Linked DNA regions of Mus musculus: regions 1, 2 and 3 are each linked to region 4. A link is a contact called in public HiChIP or PLAC-seq data. All regions are on one chromosome and are shown on one strand. Each heading gives the region's core, a stretch centred on a gene start, on an enhancer-like site or on the middle of the called end of the contact. The rest is flanking DNA. Distances are from core to core; before and after follow the strand shown. Region 1 has its middle 67 kb from the start of Gm32210. Region 2 overlaps Gm32210 (a long non-coding RNA gene). Region 3 has its middle 32 kb from the start of Gm13985. Region 4 overlaps Gm13986 (predicted gene 13986).

Region 1 (2,811 bases), core at 255-2,754, 410 kb before region 4:
GTCATGACCCAAAGGTTGAGAACCATTGCCTTAGTGTCTAAAAGCTCAGTGGTAAAGAATTTGCATGAGATGACTGAAGTGCTGAGTTCAGTCTCCACTACAGAGAGATGGGAGATGGGAAGAAGAGGGGAGGAGGAAGAGGCAGAGAACGAGGAGGAGGGAAGGGGAGGAGGAAAGGAGGGAGGAGAGAGGGAGAAAGAGAAAATTTTATGGAAGGCTCCCAATTCTAAACTTGCTAATTGATAACAAACCTTGACAAATGAGCTCATCTCCCTGGCTCGGCTGCATTCGTTCGGAGGTGAAGTGCCATCTTTCTCTGCACAGCTATTGAGAAGGTCAGCAGAATGGTCTCTATGGATGAGAGCTGATTTTACCATTTGCCCATGCTGTGAAAATTTTAGACCAGCCTTTGGCACACTCTGAATAAGCTAATGAGTTCCTAAAGTTGTGAAAACTGCAACAGATTGAAATTAAAAAAAAACAACAACAACAATTTATTCAACAAAGATAAATGGGTTTCTTCCCATTGCCAGGCAGTTTAATTCAAAATTGTCTAAGATTTGGAAATTTAAAAATATGAAAGAAGTTTGTGTGTGTCTCAGATGTGTGTAAAATGTACTCAGAACTGTAAGGAATATGTTAAGAGTGCTTGATGCTCTTTTCTTTGTAAATTAAATGGTTGCTATCAAACCACCTCACTCTTATCAGCATGACTTTCAGAGGAGCATATACTATTAGTAGCTTCTTATACATTATTTTAAAATATGCGTGCAGGGACTGGAGATAAGGCTCAGTAGTTAAGACCGAAGTCTTACAGAGAATCCACGTTTGTTTCCCAGCTCCATGTCAGGTGCCTTGAAACTGCCTGTGACTCCAGCTCCAGGGGATCTGATGCCCTCTTCTGGTCCCAGACCAGTCTCATACACATGTGCATGTGTGCACGCACACATGTGGAGAGAGAGGGAGAGAGAGAGAGAGAGAGAGAGAGAGAGAGAGAGAGAGAGAGAGAGAGAGAGAGAGAGATAGGTCTATGCACACAGATGAAAGTCATTCTTTCAAATGTTCATTTGCAAATGGTTACTATTTGAGTAAGATATGATCTAAGTGCTGATTTCTAGATATTTATAGTATTTCTCGAATGCATTACGGGAAAGAAGAATAAGAGTATGTGTGTGTGTGCATATGTGTGCACGTTCATGTAAATTGTTTTTCCCTTTGACTCACATGTAACACCTGTGTAGTGAAATCCACATGTATTTGGAGAGTTCTGATAAATACACACATCTGAGTAACCCTTAAAATGAATCAAGATGTGAAATACTTCTATACCAGCAAGATTCTTCATGCCCCTTTCTAGTAAAACCATGTTTTAACTCCATAATCCTGGCCAGCACTCTGTTTTCTAACAGCACATTTTATTTGCTGCAGGGTTTACATACACAGACTTATGCAGCATCACCTGTGACTGGCTCCATCTGGCCACAACATGCTTCTGAAATGTGTCCTTTGTATTACACACATCATGAGTCAATATTTATTGTTCCATTGTATAAATATTCCCAAGTCTGTGCACTCGGTGCATTTCCTTCTCAATAGACACCTGGATGATTTCCAGTTTTAGCACAATGCATAACAGGAATACAAGAATTTGTAAAAACTATTTTAGTGGACATCGGCAGTCACTGCTTTTCAGGGTGCAGCTGATGTTTCATAGAATCTCTGTGTTTACACACATGTCCAGCTTTCCAGTGCAGGGGGTGACACTTTACACACGGATGCCGGATGAGGCATGCAGTGATTCAGCATTGTTATCAGAGATTGGACCTCTAGTATATGAAGTGACATTTTAGTTTTAAGTTGATTTTCCTAATAATCATTTTAGTAACTTCTTCTTGTGGTTCAGGGACCTCTGGTATCTTTCTTTGTGAACTGTCCCACCAAAGGTTTGGAAAATATATTTATATAATATTGGATATTAATATATATTGGAGAATACACATATGTATAAAGTGGTATAGTAACTCTTTATACTACCTAGTAGAGATCATTTCAGAGGCATGCCTTATACATATGTTCTCCCGGATCCTGGCTTACAACTAGTTTTCTTAATAATAAATAGAGCTTTGTTAACAGATATTTTAAATTTTGAGGGATTTCATCTTTTTTCCCATTTATAAACAGATTTTCTATCCAAGCTATGGATACTTTGCCTACTTCAAGAATGGCAGAGATTGACTCTTGTGTTTTTCTAGAAGTCTGGTGTTTATATCTATGCTTATGATCTATCTATCTATTCATATGATCTATCTTGACTGTTCTATGAAATAAAAGTGGAAGTTCATGATAGAAACATAGACATCAAGGTGTCAAAATCACTCTCAAATAGACTTCCCTTTTGATACTGATTGATTTGAAGAATCATTTTGGTGCTTTTTATTTAATACATAGTCACTATATGTGTGTAGTTCTATTTCTAGATTTTTGCCTCACTTTCTTAAATTCATTCATAAATTCATCTTCTCTCTCTCTCTCTGTCTCTTTCTCGCTTTCAATATATACATATACGTGTGTGTGTGTGTGTGTGTGTGTGTACCTTGCATTCATGAAATGAGTAACTTTATAATAAGGTATTTTGTGATTAGGTGTTGTAAACCACCTCTCATCTTTGTTCTTTTGTTTCTCTTGAAGATATTAACATATTTTATTACCCAAATTCTCTAATCTATGATATAGTGCAGTCTTCAGATTGTATAGATCCAAGGATTCTATGGGACAAAGACACATTATAGTGTCAGGCTGCTTCACTCCCAA
Region 2 (3,018 bases), core at 104-2,603, 310 kb before region 4:
ACTCGTTTTGGGGACATGTTCTCATATAGGCCAGAAAACTCACTATGTAGCTGAAAATGGCTTTAAACATCTGATCCTAGTCTACCCCTCCAAAGTATTGTAACATAAGCCCAGACATTCTAAAAGCGCTCATTATAATATCTAATACATATGCATAAAGTTTATATAGCACTTGCCTGAAAATATAAAACTATTAGAGACAAACAGCAAATGAGCCTTAGCATTGTAATAATTCCCCACAGGATCAGAGTGAATAAGAGGCACTTTCATATATGTATGTAACATACTTTGATCATATTTGTCACCTGCTATTTTAACCCCTGTCTTCCTTCTATCTTGCTTAATTTCATGCCCCTTTTCTTATCTAGGATGACATCATAGAAAAAGCATATTATATTATTCCGAGTGTGGCTTATTTCATTTAACACAATGATCTACAGTTCCATTCATTTGCCTGAAAACAGCATAAATCTTATTCTTTCTTATAGCTGAGTAAAAATTTTACAACTGAGCTTTTATGATACCAGACAGAACTTACAAGAAAGAAAACATGCATGTAGGGAATAAAATGGAAGACTGGAAATAAGGAAAATATCTAATAGAAGATATGCCCTTCTTAGAAGGCAGTAAGCTAAATACAGTAATAGAAATATGTAATACTTATTGGATGCTTACTATAAATAGGATCTACACTATACTCTCATATGTACTAACTACTGTAAACCTCATCTCAGTCATCAGATGAAGGATGTGAGGCACAAAAGGCTGAAGTAACCTCAGCATCACACAGCTATTGAATGACAGGTACTTTCAGACTCTGAAGAAGATATTCATGTGGTGAAGAGTGAACTGGAGATTTATTAGACTTCAGATATCTTTGTATCCTAGGGCCAGGCACATGCATAGTCAGTCAGCAAGCAATGACTTGTCCTAAGGAAGTGAGCTGAATTGAATGATCTGCAAAGAAGTGGAGAAGAAGAAAAATCCTAAGGTCATCATAGAAACTGAAATTGCAAGACCAGGAGCCAGAATATGCAGTACTCTGCCCTTGCCCCTGGATAAGCTTCAGGGGAAGTCCAGGAAGAAATCCAGAGGCACTGAATAGGTCTTTGGTCCTATCAGGAGACAAATAGAAGGTAAAGAATAGAGCAAGGCTCCACAATTCCAACTTGAATAGTACATTTGTGTACCATGACTCTGAGCACCAGGCATCCTCCATCTAGCGGCTTGTTTAAGCTCTGAAAATACATACCCTCCTTAATAGATGGACACTTATTTCAGTCTTGTCATTCAAGTGGCTAACTACTGTGACCACAACTTTCTCAAGAACGCTTGTCATGTTGAGACAAACCACAGGAATGACTGGGCAACACCCTGGGAACTCAAACTCTGAAGTATACTAACAGTTGTGTGACCCTAAGCACAGCAGTCTGGCTACTTCTCCAAATTCACTGCTTTCAGTCTAACAACAGAGTGGCTTAAAACAGTGCCTCCATCCATATATCCATCCATCCACATATTCAAGGCCATTCTGTATCCCTACCTGACCCTCCTCTATTACAGCTGCTCTGCTTGGCTTTGGCCATTTCCTCTCCTTTTTTCTTCTCCCCTCCACCTCACTTCACACAGCCCATTTCATTTTCTATCTCTCTAAAGAGAGATAGCATTTTCTCCAGTCAGGAGAATTCAACAGGCCAATGTAATAAACATTTTATGAATCTAGCAAGTGCTTGTCTGCCATTTTAATGTCTTAGTTATTTCACATGGCCTCAGTTACAGTCTCCCTGGGGCAACAGCTCTTCATTTTAGTTCCAAAGACAAAGCATGTAATCTAACTCCCAAATCCTACTAAAGGGCAGAAAATGTGGTACCCACTCACTCACATATTCTCAGCGAAGGTTTCACAGACATGGTTTTGTTACAATTATTTTGGGACTGGACTTTTGAATCAATTATACACTTGGTGGGTGCCAACAACATTTGTTCCTTCAATATCATGTTTTTAATAATTAGAAAGTATTTCTCTGGATCACATAATGCTTCAGGCTTGCCAAAAGCGAGCTCCAATAATGACTTCTGAGTGCTGTGAATGATTCTGCTGGGGCTGCCACCACAAAAATAACCTCTTCACCGAGTAGAAATGATTTTCTCTTAACTTGATCTGCTATTTGCCTAGATTTCACTTAAATAAGTTTGCCTTTGAAGACCAGAAACTTTCATACTGTTTATCGTTCAATCCAACTTAACTATCTAGAAAAAAGCTTTTATAGCCCTTCTAACATCAAACATTGGACACAGTGGTATAGAATGAGGTCATTGCTACTCAACATTTGCTGTGATGACCCATTAAGGAGGAGCAAGTATATCTCCCACTTGGCAGATAATTGTTCTTCCAGCCCAAGAAAGTAAGCCTCTGTCTATTTCGGATACTAAGGCTGAGGTTATGATGACTATCAATGCACTTACACTGCCAGGATTGGAGTCCCACAGGATCTCTGCATAAGTAACACAGGCCACCAAGTGTCTCCTTCTTGTACATGTCCCACCTTTGACCTTAGTCATGAGACTCTCTGCTAAATGTCCTCTATCCCTTTGTATGAGTACATTCAGAACATGCTGGAGAGTGTTCAGGACTGGCATACTATTACTGTTATTGAGAGAAATCATTTAACCATAGAATTTTCAAAGGTCTGTGAATAGAATCATAGGGAAGCTCCAACAGGGATAGTTATTGTGATTTTACAATGCGAGACTTCTGTGTAGTCAATCTCAGAGTTTCCTAAACTTAGAGTCAGTCTCACTGGACCAAAAGGATGAGCAAGTCCAGGAGTTATTTGAAAAAAAAAGGGGGGGGGGAGTTGGTTTTATAGAAAATTTTTGTTGTTTTGAATTTTTGGTAGGACTAGAAAATGAATGTAAGGCCTAATACATGCTAGGTAAGCACTTCAAAATGGAATAACCATAGCCCTAAATATTGGTCTTGAAAACACACACACACACACACACACACACACACAC
Region 3 (3,032 bases), core at 75-2,574, 260 kb before region 4:
TCTGGCGGTAAGATAGATCTGGCTGTGTGTAAGGTGGATCTGGCTGTGTGGTGGATCTGGCGGTAAGGTAGATCTGGCTGTGTGTAAGGTGGATCTGGCTGTGTGGTGGATCTGGCGGTAAGGTAGATCTGGCTGTGTGTAAGGTGGATCTGGCTGTGTGTAAGGTGGATCTGGCTGCGTGGTGGATCTGGCTGTGTGTAAGGTGGATCTGGCTGTGTGGTGGATCTGGCGGTAAGGTAGATCTGGCTGTGTGTAAGGTGGATCTGGCTGTGTGTAAGGTGGATCTGGCTGTGTGGTGGATCTGGCTGTGTGGTGGATCTGGCTGTGTGGTGGATCTGGCTGTAAGGTGCATTTGCCATGGCCAGCTCACTGTTTTCACATACTTTTAAGGCATATCGAGAATGGGATGTTCGCTAGTGGGAATTGTGAGGGAGAGGCTCATCAAGTCATTTCCTAGTCTTAACCCAGTGACACTGTTGCCCTTGGTACCAACCACCACTGAAAAACAAAACATAAACAAACAAACAAACAAACAAAAATGAGGCATGCAGAAGACTGAGCCACTGCCAAGGTGATGAGGGAAGGGTTGTTCTTGATTATGACTGAGACTTTATAGGAGGGCAATTGATCCTAAAAGGAGCCAAGGAAGTTCTGCTGCAATTGGAAGGTTCTGGATACTGGCTGGAGATCAAATCTCCTCTGAGCTGCTTCCTACCACCCATGACTCAGAGTAAGATCTCTGAGCAGGGTGGCAGAAGGACCACGATTGCAGCTGCCAGCAGAGAGCACCACACGCATGAGAATGATAGGACACAGGTCAGGAGCAGGACTGGGTGACAGCCATGGTCTTGGGATGGTGCCTTGGGACTCTCTCACATCCACCCTTCCTCTTAGGAAGCGAAAGTTCAAACCTGCTTTTTTTTTTTTTTTTTTTTTTTTTTTTTTTTTTTTGCCTCTGGGCTGAAGTTCAGGGGACTTAGCAGAGTCATCAGCACTGGTGAGCAGGATCGATTTGCCTCCCCAACCTGGATTGTGTGGCTTTAGACCACGTTTCATAGTGACTATGCTAATCATGTCCTGGTGTGGGTGTCCTGGAAGTAATAGACTATCCCCAGACTCTAATGCCTGCCTTTTCAATCTTCTGATGAGCTTCTGTCATCCTCATTTCAGCTTCATTCAGCTTCTTCTGCAGCTTGGCACCTCACCATCTGGAAGTCCCCCAGGAAGGACAGAGTCACCTTGAGGAGCGGCCACTTTGCTAGCTCTGTGCACAGAGCTTTCTTTACATGGAATGCGGATGCTTTATTGCTCTCCTGGCTGCTGAGGGTGCCCTGAACAAATGTGCTCCCTGACTCTTAGGGAATCGAAACTACACAGTTTCACTCTGGCCCCGTTGTGTGTCAGTTGGCTTTCAGCATTCCCTTGTCCCCACAAAAACCTCAACACGAATCCTTTGCACGGATGTTGTACAATGGGAGCTTTCATGACTGTCTTGGCACCTGCAAGCCTGGGGTTTACCGTGTCCTGGGGCAGGACAGTGCTTACTGAGTGGGGCTGAAGCTGAGAGCCCCACCCCTGGCAGCAGGTGAGCATAGATAGGAGAGGGGACCTGCTAACTGAAGTACCTTCTCTGCTGCCTCCCTGGGTGCTCTGAGTCTCAATTGCCATCTTATTGTCCCGAGCACAGAAAGTGATTTATACCCAATCTTTAACTTTCACATGCTCTCTGACTCAAAGGGAAAAATGGATTGCAAAAGCAAATGTATGGACAGATTCGGTAACTAGGAACAGAATCCATTCTTAATAAGAAGGCTGGCTCTGGAGCCAGACTCTGGAGCCTTCCTTCTGTCTTTCTCATTAACTAGACAAAGAGCCAGTGGTACTGATTGTATACCACTTTTTTCTCTGCCTCTCATTTGAGGAACTAGGGCTAAGAGAGCAGACATCACTTGTAATGATTAAAGGATCGGATCGGCTATTCCTGAACTAACTACAGCTGTACCTGGTTTACATTAGACATTCACTAGTTGTTAGCTATTGTCATCATCGTTATCATTATCATTCATCGGCATCATGATGGATTTCCCCTCGATCAGAAAGACATGGAATTGGGTTCATAAATGACAAGGAGGCTGGGCAGGAGGGTCAGCAATGCCAATCCCGTAGGAATAGTGTGACTAGCTCTCTGGCCCTGCCATGGCTGCTGGTACTAACGTGGTCAGCATTGATATCTCAGGGTGACAACTTTACTTGTTTCTAATATGGAGTCAAACAATTGCCAAAGCCAGTTTATCTGAGAACTATATATAGGGTTGGGTCTATGTTGCATCTGGTCCCTTCAGTTTTCCATAAGAGAAGCTGTGCTCTGTCTCCTGTCAAATTCATACAACAGTGAATTGCTCCATCACATGACAATAATAATCCAAAAGCTTTAAACCCAACAGATACCTATATAAAATGGTAGTACTATAAAAGAAAAATATTAGTTACTCTCCTCATTGCTGTGACAAAATATTTGATATCAAAAATAAAATATCACTCTTTGGGGCTTCTGGTTTGAGAATACAGTTCATCATGTTGGGAGAAAGCACAGTGTCAGGAGAGTCGGGTTTCTTGTCCACATCTCCGAGGACCAGGATGTAGGGAGAAATGACAGGAAGCAGTGCTGGACCACAGGCCTCAAGGCCCACCCACTATGATCCATTCCCTCCAGAAAGACTACCTATCCTAAAATTTCCAAAACTTCACAGAACAGAGTCACCAGCATCCTTGGTACCTATATTTCCCTATGCCTTCATAGCCAACCCACCACCCACCAACTTTTCAATTCTACTGCCTGCTCAGTCTTAAACCCACATTTCTGCATCTCCCTAATCCAAGAAACCGAAATTCTGCTGCTGGGGGACTATTAAACCAACGTCATCACCTATCTCCCTGTATTGACTCTGAACTGTCTCTAATCCACTTGACAGGAACCACATGAGCTCTGAGAACCCATTGTCTTTTGAGTTTTAAGAGCGTCACAAATCTCT
Region 4 (2,879 bases), core at 86-2,585:
TGGTCTCGGAAAGAAAAGAGCCAAGAGTGGAAATTATAATAAGGCACTAGTTTGTGTTAATGACATTTGATTCTGAAAGGACAATCAGAAGGGACACAGACTGTTTCTTCAGACAATGTCTCTGGCCTCTAGGAGCTCGTACACCTGAGACCCAGGGTATGGTGGAGTCAGGGACGTTTGGAGGTAGTAGGATGTGAGGCAGCAGAGCATTCTGGCCCTCTGCATGGGGGTCTGATGGATGAGCTCTGCTTAGTCTAGTCAGGCTGGAGTACTGGATGTGAAGATGAAGCTGACAGGAGTTGAGGAACAGGAGGCTGGAATCTTCATAGAAACGAAATTGGGGCTTTAACCTGTAAACAGTGAAAGCCAGTTAAGTGCAAGCCATGTGCAGACACCATCTAGGCCCTGGAATGTGAAGCTACTCATTAGAACCAACCCAGAGTTTTTCCTTTGATTCCAGAGACATCCTCACAGGGATCCAACAGGAATCCAAGATAGCCTAACAATCTGCAGCAGTGGTTGATACAGGAAGACACAAGAATCCCACTGGGGGACACAGTTCATTTGAACATGTCAGCTTCAAGCAGGTCTGGGTATCAGAGCTTTCTACTGAGCCCTGGGTGTTCCTCCATGCTTTGGCTGTTTGCCAATCAAAGAGGTCAAGTCAATATCAAAGTCTGTAGTCATGAAACTGACAACTACCTACATACAGCTTCAAACTGGGTTCACTGGGGAGGACAGATGAAAGAAGTAGAAAAAGAAGCTTCATACACACACAGAGAGGCATAATACACATATATTATTTATATTATATATAAATGTACATATAGATACATACACATATATGCACACATACAAGTATATACATTTATACACATATTATGTACACATACATGTAACATATGCAAACATCAGGTATATGACCAGGTACTACGCTGGTCAATTCATACATGACACATTAGCTTCATGACAACCCAGCAAATGAAGCATCAATCCCACTCCACCAATCAAGATTTTTTTTTGAGACAGGATCTCTTGTTGTCCAGCAGAAGCTGACCTTGAACTGCAGATTCTCCTTCTTGTACCTCCCTCCCAGGTACTGTGATTACAAGTGTGTGGTACCATACCCAGCTTCAAGGCTATTTAGACTTCCAGTAAGTGATGCTCCCACTGGCTGGACTGATGTGGACCCCTTCTTTAATTGTATCTCTAATCTTTACCATGGAAAACCCTGGAATAACACTTCCTGTATTCAGTTCACAGAGAAAGATTACACCCCCATTCTCCTTTTGTGGCAGACAGAAGCTCTCAAGCACAGGAGACTGGATGACTCATTCAGTAAGTCAATAACAGACACAGGACAAAAACATTTCCTAACAGTTGATCCGGTATTGCTTCCATTAGACATTTTCCTTGCATCAAAAAGATGCAAACTCACAGGGACCCATATTTTCTTTGTTCTGTCTCCCTTCTAGTCACCACAATAGAACACTCACTCCCATGGGGATGGAGCACAACATTCACCCTGACATTACCAAATCATGGTGACCAGACAGAGTGCCTTTAACTTTGCATAGACGGGTATCATTAGTCTACCCACCACCCCTGATCAGTATCGAGATCACTACTCTTATTCTGTACCATAGAATCTATAGACTCTCTGGATTGTTGGCTGTGTCCAACAAAGAAAAGTAACAACAGCAGCTTCCAGCAAAGCGTAGTTATAACTTTTAGCAAGAATGACTCCCTGTGTGATGAAATAAAACCAGCACACATTGAGTACTCAAGGACTAACCTCCTGTCTGAGGTGCATGGGAAATCTTGACTTTGAAAATTATCAAAGACTCACACAGAAAACAGAATGCTCTATCATGCTCTCTATGACAAGACCTATCCACATGAACCCAGCCTGCTGCCCTTGGAAAGATGGCTAATTCATCATTCAACACTTTCAAACCTGGAACCAGCAACACCTGAGGGTTCTTCTCTAATCTAGTCCTTGGGAACCTCTTAGTCACTGTGATATAGATGGACAGCCAAAGAGTTGTCTGAGATTATTTCACACACATCCATGAAGACTCCCTACACCTACCTCCAAGAGGAAAGATCAGTACTCCATGAAGACAGACAGAGAAAATAATCATGGCTCACTTTTGACCTGAACTAGAAAATGCCCTGTCATTCTCCCTCTTTTCTGGGCCCAGGCCTTATAATTCACCCAAGAGCACTCCAGGAAGTATTGAGTTAGTGAGCACTGAATTAATTTAAGAAGGAAGATACTGAGGCAGGATATAAAGAGGTGGAAATTAAGGGAACAGAAGTTTAAAAGGAGCATTTTACTAACTGAATAAGAATGTCCCCCACAGGCTCCTGTGTTTTGAGCATTTGTTCCCTAGTTGGTAGTGCTATTTGGGGAGGTCTGGAAGGGGTGGTCTTGCTGGAGGAAATATATCACTGGTGTTGTGTTTGAGGTTTCAAAGCATCTTCCCATTCTCAGTGCTCTGGCTTCCTGCTTGGAGATGTGAGTGCTTAGCTTTCTGATCCTGCCTCCTTTCTACTGCCTGCTGCCTGCTGCTTGCTGATACGTTTCTCCCATCATCATTTATGTTAACCCCTTTAAACTATAGCCAAAATAAACTCTTGGTTTCATAAGTTGCCTTGGATTGGTGTTTTATCACCACAACAGTAAAGTAACTAACACAGTCTAGAATCTGGTTACAGTTTCTGCTGGCTGAGAGTTGGAAGTTACTTCAGCATAACTAGCAAAATCAAGACAAAAGATAGGAGCCTCCAAAGACAATAGCTGGATGCTTGACAAGTAGATGCTCTCTAGATAGAGCTAGTGTTAGGACACTTGGATGCAATTCTTTCTCTGGAGA

Evidence for each region. HiChIP or PLAC-seq counts read pairs in DNA pulled down with a chosen protein or histone mark.
Region 1: a contact with region 4 is called in a FOXA1 HiChIP or PLAC-seq map of pancreatic cancer cells. The contact joins two enhancer-like sites. A contact is called at or near these places in 1 of 484 Hi-C or Micro-C datasets (uterus) and 2 of 115 datasets of contacts at active chromatin or transcription factors (fibro-adipogenic progenitors and pancreatic cancer cells).
Region 2: an HNF4G HiChIP or PLAC-seq map of pancreatic cancer cells shows a contact between it and region 4. The contact joins two enhancer-like sites. A contact is called at or near these places in 1 of 15 datasets of contacts at CTCF or cohesin (the NIH/3T3 cell line), 2 of 484 Hi-C or Micro-C datasets (adipose-derived mesenchymal stem cells and embryonic fibroblasts) and 3 of 115 datasets of contacts at active chromatin or transcription factors (astrocytes, pancreatic cancer cells and vascular smooth muscle cells).
Region 3: a contact with region 4 is called in a FOXA1 HiChIP or PLAC-seq map of pancreatic cancer cells. The contact joins two enhancer-like sites. A contact is called at or near these places in 1 of 15 datasets of contacts at CTCF or cohesin (large pre-B cells), 3 of 484 Hi-C or Micro-C datasets (beige adipocytes, embryonic fibroblasts and uterus) and 3 of 115 datasets of contacts at active chromatin or transcription factors (astrocytes, bone marrow-derived dendritic cells and pancreatic cancer cells).

The regions. Positions count from the first base shown.
Region 1 is chr2:117,636,052-117,638,862 of GRCm38.p6, forward strand. No RefSeq gene overlaps it. Among named protein-coding and RNA genes, the nearest start is that of Gm32210, 67 kb to the right of the region's middle. Within about 2 kb of position 1,505, at least 7 of the 459 cell types and tissues checked have an H3K27ac peak or open chromatin away from gene starts, as enhancers often do. A contact at or near this core is called in pancreatic cancer cells, where this site is marked.
Region 2 is chr2:117,730,103-117,733,120 of GRCm38.p6, forward strand. All of the region lies in intron 2 of Gm32210 (a long non-coding RNA gene), which reads left to right. Among named protein-coding and RNA genes, the nearest start is that of Gm32210, 27 kb to the left of the region's middle. Within about 2 kb of position 1,354, at least 38 of the 459 cell types and tissues checked have an H3K27ac peak or open chromatin away from gene starts, as enhancers often do. A contact at or near this core is called in pancreatic cancer cells, where this site is marked.
Region 3 is chr2:117,779,682-117,782,713 of GRCm38.p6, forward strand. No RefSeq gene overlaps it. Among named protein-coding and RNA genes, the nearest start is that of Gm13985, 32 kb to the right of the region's middle. Within about 2 kb of position 1,325, at least 36 of the 459 cell types and tissues checked have an H3K27ac peak or open chromatin away from gene starts, as enhancers often do. A contact at or near this core is called in pancreatic cancer cells, where this site is marked.
Region 4 is chr2:118,043,541-118,046,419 of GRCm38.p6, forward strand. All of the region lies in intron 4 of Gm13986 (predicted gene 13986), which reads right to left. Among named protein-coding and RNA genes, the nearest start is that of Gm25308, 33 kb to the right of the region's middle. Within about 2 kb of position 1,336, at least 15 of the 459 cell types and tissues checked have an H3K27ac peak or open chromatin away from gene starts, as enhancers often do. A contact at or near this core is called in pancreatic cancer cells, where this site is marked.